Regions from separate parts of the Mus musculus genome. Here regions 1, 2, 4 and 5 are each linked to region 3. The links are chromatin contacts, called in public HiChIP or PLAC-seq and promoter capture Hi-C maps. All regions are on one chromosome and are shown on one strand. Each heading gives the region's core, a stretch centred on a gene start, on an enhancer-like site or on the middle of the called end of the contact. The rest is flanking DNA. Distances are from core to core; before and after follow the strand shown. Region 1 holds the start of Slc2a5 (solute carrier family 2 (facilitated glucose transporter), member 5). Region 2 holds the start of Gpr157 (G protein-coupled receptor 157). Region 3 holds the start of Ube4b (ubiquitination factor E4B). Region 4 holds the start of H6pd (hexose-6-phosphate dehydrogenase (glucose 1-dehydrogenase)). Region 5 holds the start of Spsb1 (splA/ryanodine receptor domain and SOCS box containing 1).

Region 1 (2,765 bases), core at 61-2,560, 690 kb before region 3:
CTTTGGCCGTGCCAACTCTCAGCCAATTGCATTTTTATTGCTAGTCTAAGTCAGAATAACCCTTTCAGGCACCGGCAGCGTTTGCCCTGCCTTTCACTTCTGCTTTTAAGTTAAACATGTAGAGTTTGGCTAAGCCAGTGGGTCCCCTGAAACTGTGGACTCAGCGAGGTACCCAGGGGAAACAGCCTCCACTGCTCAAGTCTTCACCAGGCACGGCCTTGAAAAATGACTAGAAAGTGTATTTCTGTCTGGAACACATGGACAGCAACAGCTGTCACCAGCCCTATGCCACATTAGATAATGGGCTAACATATGGGGCTGTAAAGGCTTAGCCTAGTGTTTCCCACCACACCTTCTACTGCCAAGTGTCCCTAGTGGAGAGTCAGTTCTTGCTCAAGCAACCATGATGAAACTGTTATTATCGTTACTATCACTATTATTATTGGTGCTGGAGACCGAGTACGGATTGCCTGTGCTCTAGGGCTGAGCTATCTACCCTGGCCTTAGGTAACGCTGTTTGAGGAGAAAACTTTATTTTGTCTTTTTAAGGAACCCCGAGCGGCCCGGAGAGATACACTTTTCAGTACTGGGAAAGTAGCAAATACCTTCTTGTACTCTTCCTTTGCAGGGCAGGCTAAGTCCCCAGAGGCTGGTGTGAGTCCAGCAATCTGCCCACAAGCTGGTCACCACGGGCTCCGGCGCTCAGCACGTGTTCAACTGCTACCGGACTGACCAGGCCAGGCAGCCAAAACCTGAGCAAAGTCCCACCAGGCCCGCAGATTTTCATCCTTGTTAGACATGCTCCTTTGATTTATTAGCTGTTGCTCGAGTTCAGTCAGCAGATGTCTTTCTTCTTGTCCTTCACCCTTCAGCCGTTTATCAGGAGCCCACTCTGCATCCAGAAGTGTAGATCCGCTCGGGTAGCAATGGACAGTGGGGGCGTCTCCTTCCAGGAAAACTTCCTTGTTTTCTTCCCACTCCAACACGGTGGCTCTTCAACTAAGGCGTGACGGGGCCAGAGAGATTCATGTATTTCAAATAGTTTGAAGAAAAACAAAACCTTCCAAAGAAAATGCACGTAAATTGTAGGTGGTGTCACTTACTTCGGGGGCGGGAGTGAGAGGTGGGGTACAGAAATAACGAGCCGAGTTTACAATCTTGGGAGCGTAGGGAACAGAGGCCAGCTTCTTGGCCCCCAACTATTAATCTTCTCTCTGCCTGTTTTACTGTAAAATGAGATCTGAAAGCTGAGGGTTCAATCCCTGCCTCAACTTTCTCAACAGGGTAGGTGGGTGGGTGGGTGCAGGTCTGTGGTCAGACCCTGAGAGAAGTATTCGGAGTGGGAGTCTGGTTTCTGCGCAGTCGCAGTTCAGCGCGACCAACGCTCATCCTCAGTCCCAAGAGCACTTGCGGTTGAGGTGAGCCGGGGAGGGGTGCGGAGGGGCAGGAGCGGGTAGGGGGCGGGGGCGGGGGAGGGGGCGGAGCTGCATGCGTCCCTGTGTCCCCTGGAGGGAGCTGGCGATTCTGTCTGGTCCTCTGGGCTGGCAACTGCAGTCTGCCCCAAGGACATCCATCCCCAGGGCTCTCTTCTCCAAGAGAGAAGAGAAGGTCATTCTATAGACATGTCTTCTGTGTCCCCTGAAGAACCTGTCCGCAATTTCAGGACCCAGCCAAGCCACGGCCAACAGGGTGGAGGGCTGGAAGGTGGGCAGTGGGCACTCTTAGGAACACAGTACCCTGGGTGCATCTGGTTTGAAAGTGTGTGGATGGATCCTCTTGGTTTTCAGACCTCCCAGATGGATCCGGCCTGCTGAGCCTTCCCTGGCCATCTCGCCCTTGCTTCTGTGGCTTCTGAATGCGGCAGGAAATCCACCGCTGTATCTAAGCTTTGGGATTCATTTTTATGCTTTTGTTTGTTTGTTTGTTTGTTTGTTTGTGTTTTGAGACTGAGTTCCATTATGTAGTCCAGGGTGTTGTGGAATTCACTGTATAGTCCAGGTAGGTCTTGAACCTGAGAGAGCCTGGTCTCGGATTCCCAAATGTTAGGGTTACAGGTCTGAGCCTCTGGTTCAATGGGACCTTTAAAAAGGCCTTTAATAAGCACTAATAAACCCACGGACATTTTGGTGAGTTAAAGAGCACAGAATGAGGCGGGTGGAAAGAATACATGTGACGAATTACTAATATTTCCAGGAATTTGACCTGGGTTTAGCAGCCATCTCTGATAAGAGCCAAGGGATTGTCTTAAAGAGAAAAGGGAGTGGCCAGGTGCAGTTCTCCGGGCTGGACTCTAGAGGGCCTTCTTCCATACCTTTCTCTTGGGGAAGTCATTTGATCCACAGTGGGGAAGGATGTGAGACAGGCCGAGCCCACCAAGCAGCCTCTCAGATCTTTTATATTAAGTTGCTTCTAAAATATTTTAAAATATCTATGTCATTTTACGTGAGTGTTTTGCCTTCATGTATGTGTGTACTGCATGTGGAAACTGGTGCCTGCTTAGGTCGCAAGAGGATGATAGATCCCCTTGAAGTGGACTTACATGTATGGTTCTGAGCCACCATGTGGGTGCTGGGAACCAAACCTGGCTCCTTTGCAAGAAGAACAAGAGTTCTTAACTGCTGAGCCCTCTCTCCAGCCCTTAAATTGCCTCTAAGTAGGGAAATAACTTTGCCAAAAATTCTGGGATGAAGGTCTAGGTCTCAGATCCCAATTCCAAAACCACGATTAGTAACACAACACAGAAACTTTGTCAGTACACAGTCCAG
Region 2 (3,005 bases), core at 144-2,643, 660 kb before region 3:
AATTCCCGGCACCCACATGATGGTTCACAACCATTTGTAACTCCAGTTCCAGGGGATCCGATACCCTCGTCTGACCTACGAGGGCGCCAAGTACACATACACGTGACACATACACATACATACATGCAGTCAGTTCACACACATAAAATAAAATGAATAAATCTTTTTTAAAAGCGTCTAAGAAAGTGCAGGTAATGGGGGCCTGAAGTTTATAAATGTCGTGAAAAGCTTAAAGAAGCATACCTCTGTGCATTTTACAGTTGGCACACTATCGTCTGAGAGTGGCTGGACGCACCACAACCACTGTGGTATAGAATTGGAAGCTGTGGGCTTTTAGGCCAGGGCAGCCACCTAACTCATCTTCTAGCCTGCAGACTGGAACTTCTCTCCATGGGCAGCAGAGACTGCCAGATCGCGGTGAAGTAGGAGGCAAAGGGCACAGACTGTCTCCAATTCCTTTCTAAATGGCAGACCTCTTCCTATGGGCAAGTTCTGCACCCACCCACACCTTGCTGGGAGATTCTGGCTGGGGCAGATACAGAGACCACCCTCTTCAGAGACGCTCAGACAGGTTTGGCTCCAACTTTTTGGGCAAGTTGGGCACCCTTCCATGGTTCGGGGATGCATGTGACTGCCAGTAGGACACACCACCTTGACACCTAGATAGGGAAAGCACGAATGCCACAGCACAGCACGCAAGGCCCGGGACCCATAAGCCTGGGTCTGGGGCCTGGAGGCAAAGCCGGGTCTCCTACTCACCTGATGAGGTGAAAAGCCCAGATTAGGTGGTCCGTGGAGGGCCCGCGCGTAGTTCGGACGATGCTGAGGTATAGGTAGAGGGCGATGGCCACCGTCCAGAAGAAGGAGCTGGTGTTGGCGAAAGTAGAGAGAGCGCCCTGAAGGACGCAATCCCACGAAGTGCCCGCAAAGTCCTGCAGCACTCCGTAGAAGTACGAGGCAGCCGAGAGCAGGTCCGCTAGCGACAGGAAGAGTAGCAGGCGCCGCGCCCGGCTACGCAGGTCAGGCCACAGGGCGTGCGTGGCCACCAGGAGGCCCGAGCCCAGAGCTGACAGCGCACACGACAGCAGCACCACCGCGCGCTCCCACGGCAGCAGCTCGGTGGGAGGCGCGGGTGAGGGCATGGTGGGTTGGGGACCAAGGGCAGACAGCCAGGGTGCACAGGCCTAAGGGTGCCGAGAGGTCGTGGCCAAGCCGAGCCCGCGGTCGCCTCTGTCTGGGCATTTGGCGCCCGGGCTCGCGTCCCCACGGGTCCCGCCTGCGTCCCAGCCCCGCCCAGTCTAACAACTACACAACAGCGGTCTCACCGCGGCGCCCTCCACTCCCTGTCCCTGAGCTCTACAATCCTACCCTGAGTCCTCCAGGTCCCTCCCTTGAGCACTCCACGCCCGCCCCTGAGCACTCTAATCTCGTCCCGAGTCCCCGCCCCTGCTGTCTCCAAGCTGGTAGCCCCTTCATGAGCTCTCCACACCCCGACTCTGTAACCCTGCGCGCTCTCCTCGCGTCCCGCCCCTGCACCCCGCCCCTGCGCAGTAACACATCCGAATCTGAAGCTCCAGCGCTCCGCCCCTGAGCTCTCCATGTCCCGCCCTGTAGCCCCAGAGCCCCGCCCAGCCTCCTTCAAGCTCCTCCCATGCCCCCCACTTGCGCATTGCTCCGCCCTGATGCTCTTTCAGCCTCAAGCTCAATCGCTTCTCCGCGTTTCCCCACGCCTCTGCGCCTCTACGCTTCCCTCTTACCTAGTACCTCCCAGTCCTGTCCCAATCGTTGCCTTCTGCCTCTCAGAGCCACTCTAGGAGGTTAGCAAATGGCCAGGACATCCTGTTCTGGGGGTTGGGGGGAGGCGGGGAGGGGAGAATGGCATTTTTAAGGCTAATGTTACTTTCCCCTGATCAGCCTGCTTACGTGTGTGTTGGGGAGGGGAGGGGTGGTTGCTGGAAACATTCTTTCCGATGGTGGCAAAAACAGGTCCAGAGCATGGCCTACATTCCTGAAGCTTGGGTACTCGAAATCTTCACAAGATCTGTGGTGGTGATTTGGGGAAGTTTCTAACTTTTGTTACAATGAAAGTATTGTGTTTTTGTGGGGCTGGGTGTACAACTCAGGACCTTACACATCCCAATGAAGTGCTCACCTACTGAAATATATATATACTTTTAGTTCCTTGTTTATTCTATATACCTTATTAGTGCTATTTTAAAAATACATTTTATCATTTTACGTGCGTGGATATTTTGTCTGCACGGATGTACCTGTACCATGTGTATGCAGTGCCCACAGAGGCTAGAAAAGTGCGTCAGACTCCCCACCCCCTGCACCATGTGGGGGCTGGATTCGAATCTGATCCTCTGGAAGAGCAGCAAGTGCTCTTAACCGCTGAGCCATCTCTCCAGCGCCAGGTGCGATGTTAAGGAATGAAACATTAGTGCCTATGAGATGGCCTTGAGTAATTGCCAGGGCAGAATAACACTGACAGTCTGAATTTGATTCTCAGGACGCACTTGGTGGGGTAAATTGTCATCTGACCTCCACATCTGACCTCCACACCTGTGGCTGGCGTACCCCCATACCCATAAATTTAAAAAAATGTAATTTTAAATATGTTACATGAAAAGAAAAAAGTAAGGAAGCATAGTTCCCAGTTTACAGAGGTTTTTTTTTTTTTTCTTGTTTGAACATTTTGTATTTCTTAGGGATGGAGATACTTGTGCAAGATCCAGCTTGCATATTCGATGGCCCACAACCACTTATGACTCCAGCTGCAGTGCATCCCATGGCCTGCTCTCTAAGGGCAAGGTACTCGCAAGCACATAAGTTAGTATGGGGGCACACACACACATAATTAATAATAATAATAATAATAATAATAATAAGGCCGGGAAGTAGTGGCGCACGCCTTTAATCCCAGCACTTGAGAGGCAGAGGCAGGTGGATTTCTGAGTTCAAGGCCAGCCTGGTCTACAAAGTGAGTTCCAGGACAGCCAGGG
Region 3 (2,894 bases), core at 322-2,821:
AAGCCCAAAAAAGCAGTGCAGTTGAGGCCCCGCAAGAGTAGTTACCAAATGTTCAATTTATTTGATGTGAAATGTGCAGAGTAGGTAAGTCCGGGGAGCCAGAGGACAGATCGGCTATCGGAAGTAATGGCAGGATGAGGAGGAATGGTTATAGTGTGTTGGATGGCTGGGTGGGTGATTAAAATGTTCTGAAATTAAAGAGCAATGATGTTAAAGAACTCTCACTACCCTAAAGCCATTGTATACTTTACTTGTGTGATTTAATCTGAGGCTACATGGCAATTATCATGTTTTCAGAAAAACAATGTAATTGACATCAGTGTAACTAGGGGTGCAAAATGGCTTACACAGAATTCATTTCCTGGAAAGTAGAATGCAGTCCTGAAAAGCCTGCAGCGATTTAATTTTACTCACAGACTCTTTGCATATCTAATAGTCATGTTCCCATTTTTAGCATGTAGCAAACAAATTGTAACTATTTTAGTCACTTCTTGTCCCCTTGGATAAGATCAACTGTAACTCTTTTAAACAGGAGTGGAATGTTTAAGATTATAGTTCAGCTAAGAGTAGCCGGTAATGAACCCTAGCACTTGGGAGGCAGAGGCAGGCAGATCTCTGTGAGTTCCAGGCCAGCGAGACCCTGTTTCAAATACATACATGTATACACATATACATACATTAATGTTATAGTTGGGTAATCTGTGATGGTGGTGCATACCCCAGCGTTCAGGCAGGATTTCAAATTTGGGGCTATCTGAAATACATAGCAAGATTCTGTCTCAAGAACAATTAAGAACGAGATGATTATGGCTTTTGTAAGCCATACGATATATACTTTGTGGCAAAATCTGGATTTTCACGGTTCTGTTAGATTTTTCAATTTGTATTTATACATTGATTGTAAAGTAAGTTTTTGTTGTCCGGCCGAGCTGGCATTACAAAGGGTTAGTTACTAAGTCATTGTTCAATACATTTCTCAATAATTTGAGTCTCTACACCCTTAAAGCAGAGCACCTCTCTAAAAGAACAAGGTAAAATAAAATTAAGATCCTGTTAGTTTTCTTCCATGGGTTTTCCTGGGGGAGGAAAAGAGTGGGACAAGGTATTTGCAGGATGGTGCTAAATGCTCCCTGCAGAAAGCAAATGTGTTTCCGATTCCTCAGTTCTTCTAATGTCTGTAGCCGGCTTGCAGCATCCTGGAGGATTTCCAAGTCACTCCACAGCAGGATCCACATGGGAACAAACTAGCACCGCAGAAACCCAAGGCGCAGGGGAGAGCCCGTGGAAGGGCCATATTCGGATTGGCACATCCTGCCCTCAGCAATTCTACCTGGGCCCCGCCCACCGCGCCCCTCGCCTCCGCTCAGTCTCCATGGTGACTGTCCGCCCCGCCTCCTCCTCGTCTCCTCTTAGCAGCCCCTCTCGCCCCTCCCCCCGCCTGGCGCCGCTCAGGGAAGAGGGGGTGGGGCAGGGGGCGGGGACAGGATGCAAGCGAAGAGGAAATCGGCGGCGCGACGCCCGCTGCTTATTGGCTGGCGAATCCCAGAGCGAGAAGCCCCGCCTCCCCGGCGAGGGTCACGTGACCCCTTTCAAAGATGGCCGCCCTGTTGTTTTGATGAATAATTCTTGGTGGGGCGAGGGGGTAAGAGTAGGGTTGGAGGGGTAGGAGGATTTACGCTTCCAGCGAGGGCTTCGCCAGTCCCGTCCCTCCCCTGCCCCCCACCGGGGTTCTCGCGTGGAGGCGGGGCGAGCCTGGCCTGCTTTTAGAGGGGAGGGGCTTCCCGGTCCGGTGCTGGGCTCTGCCTGGGCTGCTGTAGGGTCGCCGCGCCTCGGGGGCATCCAGTGTGCAGTGGAGCTGTTCCCGCCTGGGCCCAGGGGTGGGACCCGGAGCAGGGTCTGCGGGAGAAAAAAACGCAGCTGCCGCGTCACCGCCACGAAGACACGGCGCGCAGCGGGCACGAGCCGAGCTGGAGACCGCGCCGCCCGCCCTGGGTAACCTGGGAAGCTGAGGGGAGTCAGTGGCGCCTGGAGAGGACCCCATAGCGGTGGCCGTGGCCAGAGGCGGCAGCTCTGGGCGCTTGCTGCTGGAGGAGGCTGCGGCGGTGCGAGCGGCCGAAGCCAAGGCGATTCAGTGCCTCGTGTTCTTAGTTTTTAACCTCTGACTATGCAATTCTGAAACCTCCCCCATTGGGGGACCAGACAGCCCGATAGATACCTTCCACTCTTCCTTTGCTCCCGCCCTGGTCTCAAGAACTGAAGGATCTCTCTAACGCCTTTCACCATTAAGAGGAAAGCGATGGAGGAGCTGAGCGCTGACGAGGTGAGGAGGCTGGGGCGTGGGGGGGGGCACCTTGAAAGGATTACTTGGCAACTCTTTGGCGCTTTGGATGGGGACAGATTTTTGCCCTGGTGGTGTCGGGCTCTTGGGATTGGGGAGGCAACGGAGATGGCATTTTCAAGAATAATGAAATATAATGGAAGTAGTCATTCATCATCAGGTTGGCTGTATTGTAAGAAGCCCTTGGCTCCACTTTGGGCTACCGTCTCAGTATGTTTACTCGATCACTAAAATTCTCCAGAGATAGAGAATGCAAGAGGGTCTCTCGTTTTATTCTCCTTTATTCTCTCTCGTTTCTTCATTCGGAACTCCACTCGCTTTTCTTTCTTTTAGGGTCTGAAGACGGGGGTGGGGTGGTGAGGAGCATCTTGAAGGTGTTCAATCTTTTTAAAAGGGTGTTCGAGAAAGAGGGGCGCGATTTAGATCGTGGTATATTGTGTGTGTCTGCGTCGTCGGGGGTTTTAAAGAACAATTTTGCATAAAATCATGATGTTTAATGGCAGTTTTAAAGGGAAGGATTTGAAATCCCAGATACATGTGACCATTTCATTGTAAT
Region 4 (2,700 bases), core at 125-2,624, 580 kb before region 3:
GGAAGGAAAGAAAGGACTACTGAGGGAAATAGAATAGGGAGGAGGCATGAGGTGGAAGTGGAAGTTCTAGTATTTTGTGGAGTGGTCTGAGAAAGCCAGACTGAGCAAGCGGTCTTGCTGAAGCTGGTGAGCTAAGGTGCCATGTGAGTACCTGTGGGGGAACGCAGCTCAGAGAGAAGAGCCAGAACAAAGGCCCCGAGGCAGGAGGATGGCCAGAATAGTACAGGAGGTCAAAGAGATGATGGTAAGATGCTAGATTGTGTAGACTCTTTCTTACCAACAGTGAGGGTCACTCTGGCCCCTGTGCTAGGCTCAGCTCTGCAGGGGCCATAGGAAGCTATGGGGGGGGGGGGGCGTTCTGCAGTAATCCAGACAGAGGAGATGGCAGGACAGACAGAGGCAGTGAGAGACACTGTGCTCCAAACCTGTGTGAGCTTTGTTGTGTTTGTGTGCACGTGTGTGTGTGTGTGTGTGTGTGTGTGTGTGTACGTGTGTGTGTGTGTGTGTGTGTGTGTGTGTGTGTGTGCACATGTGGAGCTCAGAGGACAGGCTGTGCAGCTGGATCTCATCTTCTACCCTGCGGTTCCTGTGGCGGGAACTCAGGTCATCAGGATTGGTGGCAGACACCCGAGCTGCCCCCAAATAGGGTTTGAAGGTGGACACCTGTATCTGCCAACAGACCAGACACCGCTAAGGTTTATGATCTGAGTATGTTGTGTTTACTGGGACTGGTGGAGACAGCATTTGAAGCAAGTTGAGAGATGTGGTAGGCCATGCCAGAAATCCCAGTGCCAAGGAGGACAGGGCTGGAGCATACCAGGCCTGAGGCCAGCCTGGGCTACATAGAGATGCCTTGTCTCAAAAACAAAGAACCACAAACCTGAAGGGAAGGGGAGACAGGGAGGGGAGATGTGGGGAGGGCAAGGAGGGAGTAATTTAAATTGTGGTTAATAAACCAGTTGGATTTAGATGTGCCTAAACCCAGTCAGCATTCAACTAATGTGATCAGAGCTCTGATCTGAGTATGAGTTGATTGACCACTCTGGAGTGAGGTGGGAAAGTGCAGCCAGGAAATACCGGTTTGGCCACACGATAGCAACTGGCTGGCCAGTGCTGAGCAGCTGCTATGTGGGAGGTGGGGCCGGGGAACTTGATTTATGATCTTTGCCAATATCTGGGTTATAGATGTCCCCCTAATGAGCCATTATCAAGAGCATACATGACAGCAAAAAGTGATCCCGTGATCAGGAAACATAAGTTTTGAGTGTCTATTGACCTTTGTTCTTAATGGAATTTGGTTGGTTATTCATTTATGTAATTTCACTTTATTAATGGCTGTGTTTAACAACCAGCTGGGAAAAATACCGGAAATTTTGCAATCAAAACATTGCAAAAAGGTTCAAAGGGGCTTTGAGTGCTCCTCCGGGCTCCCAGTTATCTTTAGAGGAGGCCGGAGAAAGGGCTCTTTGGACTTAGAGGAGAGCTTCATCTGGAAGTGCTGGTCCCCAGATTGGCCATGAGGGGACCAAATGCAGACCAGGGTTGACTGACACCAGGTTGTGTTCTTTGCCTGCACTGGTAAGTTTGGCGTCGGAGCCCCGGAACTGGAGGGGACGCTTGGCTGATAAGGATGATTTTCTAAATGTTCTTTCATCTGAATTCTTGTTTCTTTTCCAATCCTTTTAAAATTAGTATTTATTTTTATTTTTTGTGCATTGGTGTTTTGCCTGCATATGTGTCTGTGTGAGGGTGTCCGATCCCCTGGAACTGGAGTTACAGACAGTTGTGAACTGCCGTGTGGATGCTCAGAATTGAACCCCGGGTCCTCTGGAAGAGCAGCCAGTGCTCTTAACCACAGAGCCATCTCTCCAGCCCCCCAATTTCTTTTTAAAAGTCCAGATTCTGGGGCTGTGATTAGAGGCACCCCTCTTCTTGCCCCATCCATGGGAAGCAGCTTTGTCAATGGTATCTGAGGGGGTAGAGTAGGGAAGGGGAGGTAGGTAGTGGCTCCTGATCTCTCTCACTCACCCTCCCACCCATGTCTGTGGGCATAGAGACTGTAACTAGCCCGCACCAGCCCTGCCTCTTGGTGCTGCTGGACTGGGCAGGGACAGCTTTGGGATGGCTGGCCATGTGCCTCTTTCCAGTGAGGGTGACAGGAAGATGGAGCTGGACTCTGCCCCTGTTCACCATGGCTGGCCAGATCAGTCTTTCCCCTTCTGGAATGTTAGCAGGGCCTCTGTCTAAAGGGCGAGTCTCTCCCAGGACGGCCTGTCAGAGTAATGCATTCTTGCCCAGAGCAAGCCCGCGTGCCCTCCTGCTTGCTGACTCCCACCGCCTGTTTTATCTCGTGTGTCCCCATGTCTGTACGCGCACCATGTGTATACTTAGTGTAGGGTCCCCTGGAACTGCCGTTAGGGATGGTTCCGAGCCACCGTGTGGCTGCTGGGACTGGGTCCTCTAAAGTGCCGAGTCATCTCTCCAGCCTCCACCCTACTCCCCACCCCTTCTGCTTTTCTTTCTTTTGACATGGGGTTGCTAAGTAGCCCAGGCTAACCTTGAACTCACAATCCTCCTGACTCCTAAAGACTGAGACTGTGGGCTTGGGTTACCATGTCCTGTTCCAGCTGTTGGTATGAATAAAATTTGTTATACAGGAAACTGTCTTCCACCCTCTTCTGTTGTTGTTGTAGCTGTTGT
Region 5 (2,712 bases), core at 180-2,679, 530 kb before region 3:
GTACCTGCCCTGTGAGGTGACCGACCACACCTGATAAGGGACACGTACTTCTCGCTCAACATATGGAACATGCTCTCTTTCCAAGCTATATGGGTCAGTGGCTGCCGTGCTCACAGGGAATGCTTCAAATTCCCAGACTTTGAAGAGTCCAACAGGAGGGAGTCACCCCCCTGAGTCACCGGCAAGGCTGCCTGCTCGAAGAGCCAATAGCGCCCCGGAGAGGCCGCTTTCCCCACGCAGACCCACCTTGTCCATAGCAGTCTGGAAGCTTCTGTGTTTTCAAACAAAATTGGCAACAGTGAGGTGGTTGGAATCTACACAGTAGCCTCCGGCCCTTCGGGTCTTTACAGTGAGTGATTAAATAACTTCAGCGGCCACAGTATTTATAGCAACTTCTCTAGCATCCCTCCCCACGTATGGGTGAGGAGTGGGAAGATCTTAAGGGGATATCGCGAAGATGGGAGTGAAAATTCCCTCAGTCACCTGTGACTACTCTCTTCTGTAATGACGGGAAAGGAAAATCCCTTTCAGACTAGAGCTTCTAACGGTGTACTTTTAATGTGAAGTCCCTGTCGCTTGTGCCATCCTAAACTCATTGTCTAGGTACTGTGGACGCCTATGCGACCAGGACCTCGGGGTCTTGAAGTTCTGAGTTGCCTGTCTGTCTCCATGAGCGCGGAAACAGTAAGTATAGAGCAGCCGGATTACACATGGACTCATAGACAGTTCCTTTGCACGACAGCATTACAGAACCTTAACCCGGAGTTTCAAACGAGTTAAGCAAGATCTTGCTCCTGTGATTACTGCTATAACCTCACCCTGCCAAACATTTTTTCCCTAAAGAATGAACCTCAGCTCCTCAATACAGTGCTGGACACCACCGCAGCCCCCGCGCAGGTTTTCTGTTATTATGATCCTGGCCTTAGGTCCAGCCTTTCCTAAAAACTTCTCCAGAGGAATCAAAGCTCTTGCTGCAGAGGCCAAGGCAGAGCGATGTATGTCTGAGCCTACAGCCCTTCTGCAAGAAGGTGGTATCGGGGGCTACAGAGTTCGCAAAGCCCCAAGCCTGCCCTGCCTCAGAGCCCTGCGCGCTCCGGGCTCTCGGGCGACCAGCGCCGCTCAACGCTAGGAAACCCAGCGCTGGGTCGGAAAGTAGAGGGGCGTGGCAGGAGAAGGGGCGTGGTGTAGGGCGGGGCTAAGCGGGAAAGTGCGGAGGGGAGGGCTGTGAGGAGCGCCAGGCAGAAGGGAGGGTTGCGATAAAAAGGGCGTGACCTGAGGCGGGGCGTGGTGAAGGAGCGTGACATGGGGCGTGGCAGGGCAAATGGAGGCGGGGTGGAGCGTACAAGCCCCGCCCACGGCGCGTCCTTCTTTTTTCTCCGCCCTCCCACCTTAGAGCTGTCGGTGGCTTTTTCTTCTCAGCGCAGGAGTCGCGCTCGAGCGGCCCGCGCGCTTGCTGCAGGAACCAGCTCCAGGCGCTGGCGCCGGGGCCACGGGGAGGAAGCGACTTCGCTCTCTGCAGCGGGCGCGGCCCTGGGCACCGCGAGCCTCCGGAGCTCCAAGAGCTGCGGCCTCTCTGTGCGCGGTAGGCGGCATGGGACACCGAAGACCGGTTGGGTGGGCGCGCGTTCGGGCTCTGGGATCCGGGGATGGGGGAGACACGGGGACCACCACGCTGAGAGAACTGAGAGGGTGGGCGCGGGGCAGAGCGTGGGCATAGGGTGGGCACCCGGCGTGGAGCCATGATCGATCTTGGGTCCCCGGAGAGGGGCCGGGCGCCGCCCAGTGCGCTGCCGCTTCTGCTGCGGAGGCTCTGGGGTCCCACCTGCGGGGGCGGCATTGGGTGGGGACCTCAGTGGAGCGGGGACAGTCGCTCCCTAAGATGAGCCTAGGCTGCAAACCGAGAAAGAGGCCTGGGGCTCTCCTTAGTCCCAGGGCGCCTTAGGGTTCTGATTGTTGAGGGGGACTCCCATCGCCAAAGTCGAGGGGACCCCTTCTGCCCCATGCATCGCGACCCTGCTGAGTTAAGTTAGTTTCGCTTTTCCCGCCAGTCCGGGCTCTGATTTGTAGCGGCCCTAGTCCCCCTTCCCGATCCGGCCCCCGTAGCGCCTCTCTCTGGGAGACTGCCTGGTGACACTGCGCGCGGCGCCAGCCACCCCGGAGCCGCCGATGCTTCTCCGGGCAACCGAGGTTATGTCAGGAAATCGATGGAAACAGAGAAACAAGAGCAGCCTGAATCGGATGGTAGAGCAGAGGATGAGTTGTCCCGCGCCTGACGAGTGTGCGAGGACTTGCTAATCTCCAAGTTTAAGGATGTGCCATGGCAAAGACTGAATGTTCACAAATGGTGCCTGTGAAGATGTTTGCCAGCCAGGAAGTTGTGTGTGCTTTTGCGAATGAGAGTGTGACCTTGTGAGTTTCTGTTCGTGTCTGTTGTTGTGTATCGTTGTGAATATGTGTGTTTCCTAAATGTTCTTGCCTGTCTGTGAACAGTAGTGGGGCTGGCCATTGGCTCTGGAAGGTTGTGGAGTATAACTCCCCTTGCTTGGTTGGTTTTGGTAAGTGGGGTATTGCTGGAGTGCTGGCTGGCACCTTTCCAGGGAAGCTCCTGCCAGCTGAGCGGGGCTCAGGCTCCTCTCTCTTTTTCTCTGAACTCAAGCTGTACAGTGTGGTGGTGAGCTGGCAGAAGCTGCTTCCTGAGTGAGTAATAGTTAA

Evidence for each region. Promoter capture Hi-C pulls out the DNA fragments that hold promoters and counts their contacts. HiChIP or PLAC-seq counts read pairs in DNA pulled down with a chosen protein or histone mark. Capture Hi-C pulls out chosen DNA fragments and counts their contacts.
Region 1: a contact with region 3 is called in an H3K4me3 HiChIP or PLAC-seq map of embryonic limb bud, with 4 times the contacts expected there. The contact joins the promoter of Slc2a5 here to the promoter of Ube4b in region 3. A contact is called at or near these places in 1 of 39 promoter capture datasets (hippocampal neurons) and 1 of 115 datasets of contacts at active chromatin or transcription factors (embryonic limb bud).
Region 2: a contact with region 3 is called in a promoter capture Hi-C map of adipose tissue. The contact joins the promoter of Gpr157 here to the promoter of Ube4b in region 3. A contact is called at or near these places in 1 of 39 promoter capture datasets (pre-B cells), 1 of 115 datasets of contacts at active chromatin or transcription factors (pancreatic cancer cells) and 1 of 9 other capture datasets (adipose tissue).
Region 4: a contact with region 3 is called in a promoter capture Hi-C map of liver, with 2.3 times the contacts expected there. The contact joins the promoter of H6pd here to the promoter of Ube4b in region 3. A contact is called at or near these places in 1 of 484 Hi-C or Micro-C datasets (CD4 T cells), 1 of 115 datasets of contacts at active chromatin or transcription factors (pancreatic cancer cells) and 1 of 9 other capture datasets (liver).
Region 5: a promoter capture Hi-C map of pre-B cells shows a contact between it and region 3, with 2.3 times the contacts expected there. The contact joins the promoter of Spsb1 here to the promoter of Ube4b in region 3. A contact is called at or near these places in 1 of 39 promoter capture datasets (pre-B cells) and 1 of 484 Hi-C or Micro-C datasets (embryonic stem cells).

Annotation. Positions count from the first base shown.
Region 1 is chr4:150,117,889-150,120,653 of GRCm38.p6, reverse strand. It overlaps Slc2a5 (solute carrier family 2 (facilitated glucose transporter), member 5), which reads right to left and starts at 1,310. Exons shown (of 14, transcript NM_019741.3): 1 at 1,104-1,310; 2 at 606-999.
Region 2 is chr4:150,085,891-150,088,895 of GRCm38.p6, reverse strand. Gpr157 (G protein-coupled receptor 157) reads right to left here and starts at 1,393. Exons shown (of 4, transcript NM_177366.3): 1 at 760-1,393. The coding sequence starts at 1,142.
Region 3 is chr4:149,425,308-149,428,201 of GRCm38.p6, reverse strand. It overlaps Ube4b (ubiquitination factor E4B), which reads left to right and starts at 1,571. Exons shown (of 27, transcript NM_022022.3): 1 at 1,571-2,320. The coding sequence starts at 2,297.
Region 4 is chr4:150,001,910-150,004,609 of GRCm38.p6, reverse strand. It overlaps H6pd (hexose-6-phosphate dehydrogenase (glucose 1-dehydrogenase)), which reads left to right and starts at 1,374. Exons shown (of 5, transcript NM_001291004.1): 1 at 1,374-1,578.
Region 5 is chr4:149,953,723-149,956,434 of GRCm38.p6, reverse strand. It overlaps Spsb1 (splA/ryanodine receptor domain and SOCS box containing 1), which reads left to right and starts at 1,429. Exons shown (of 3, transcript NM_029035.2): 1 at 1,429-1,582.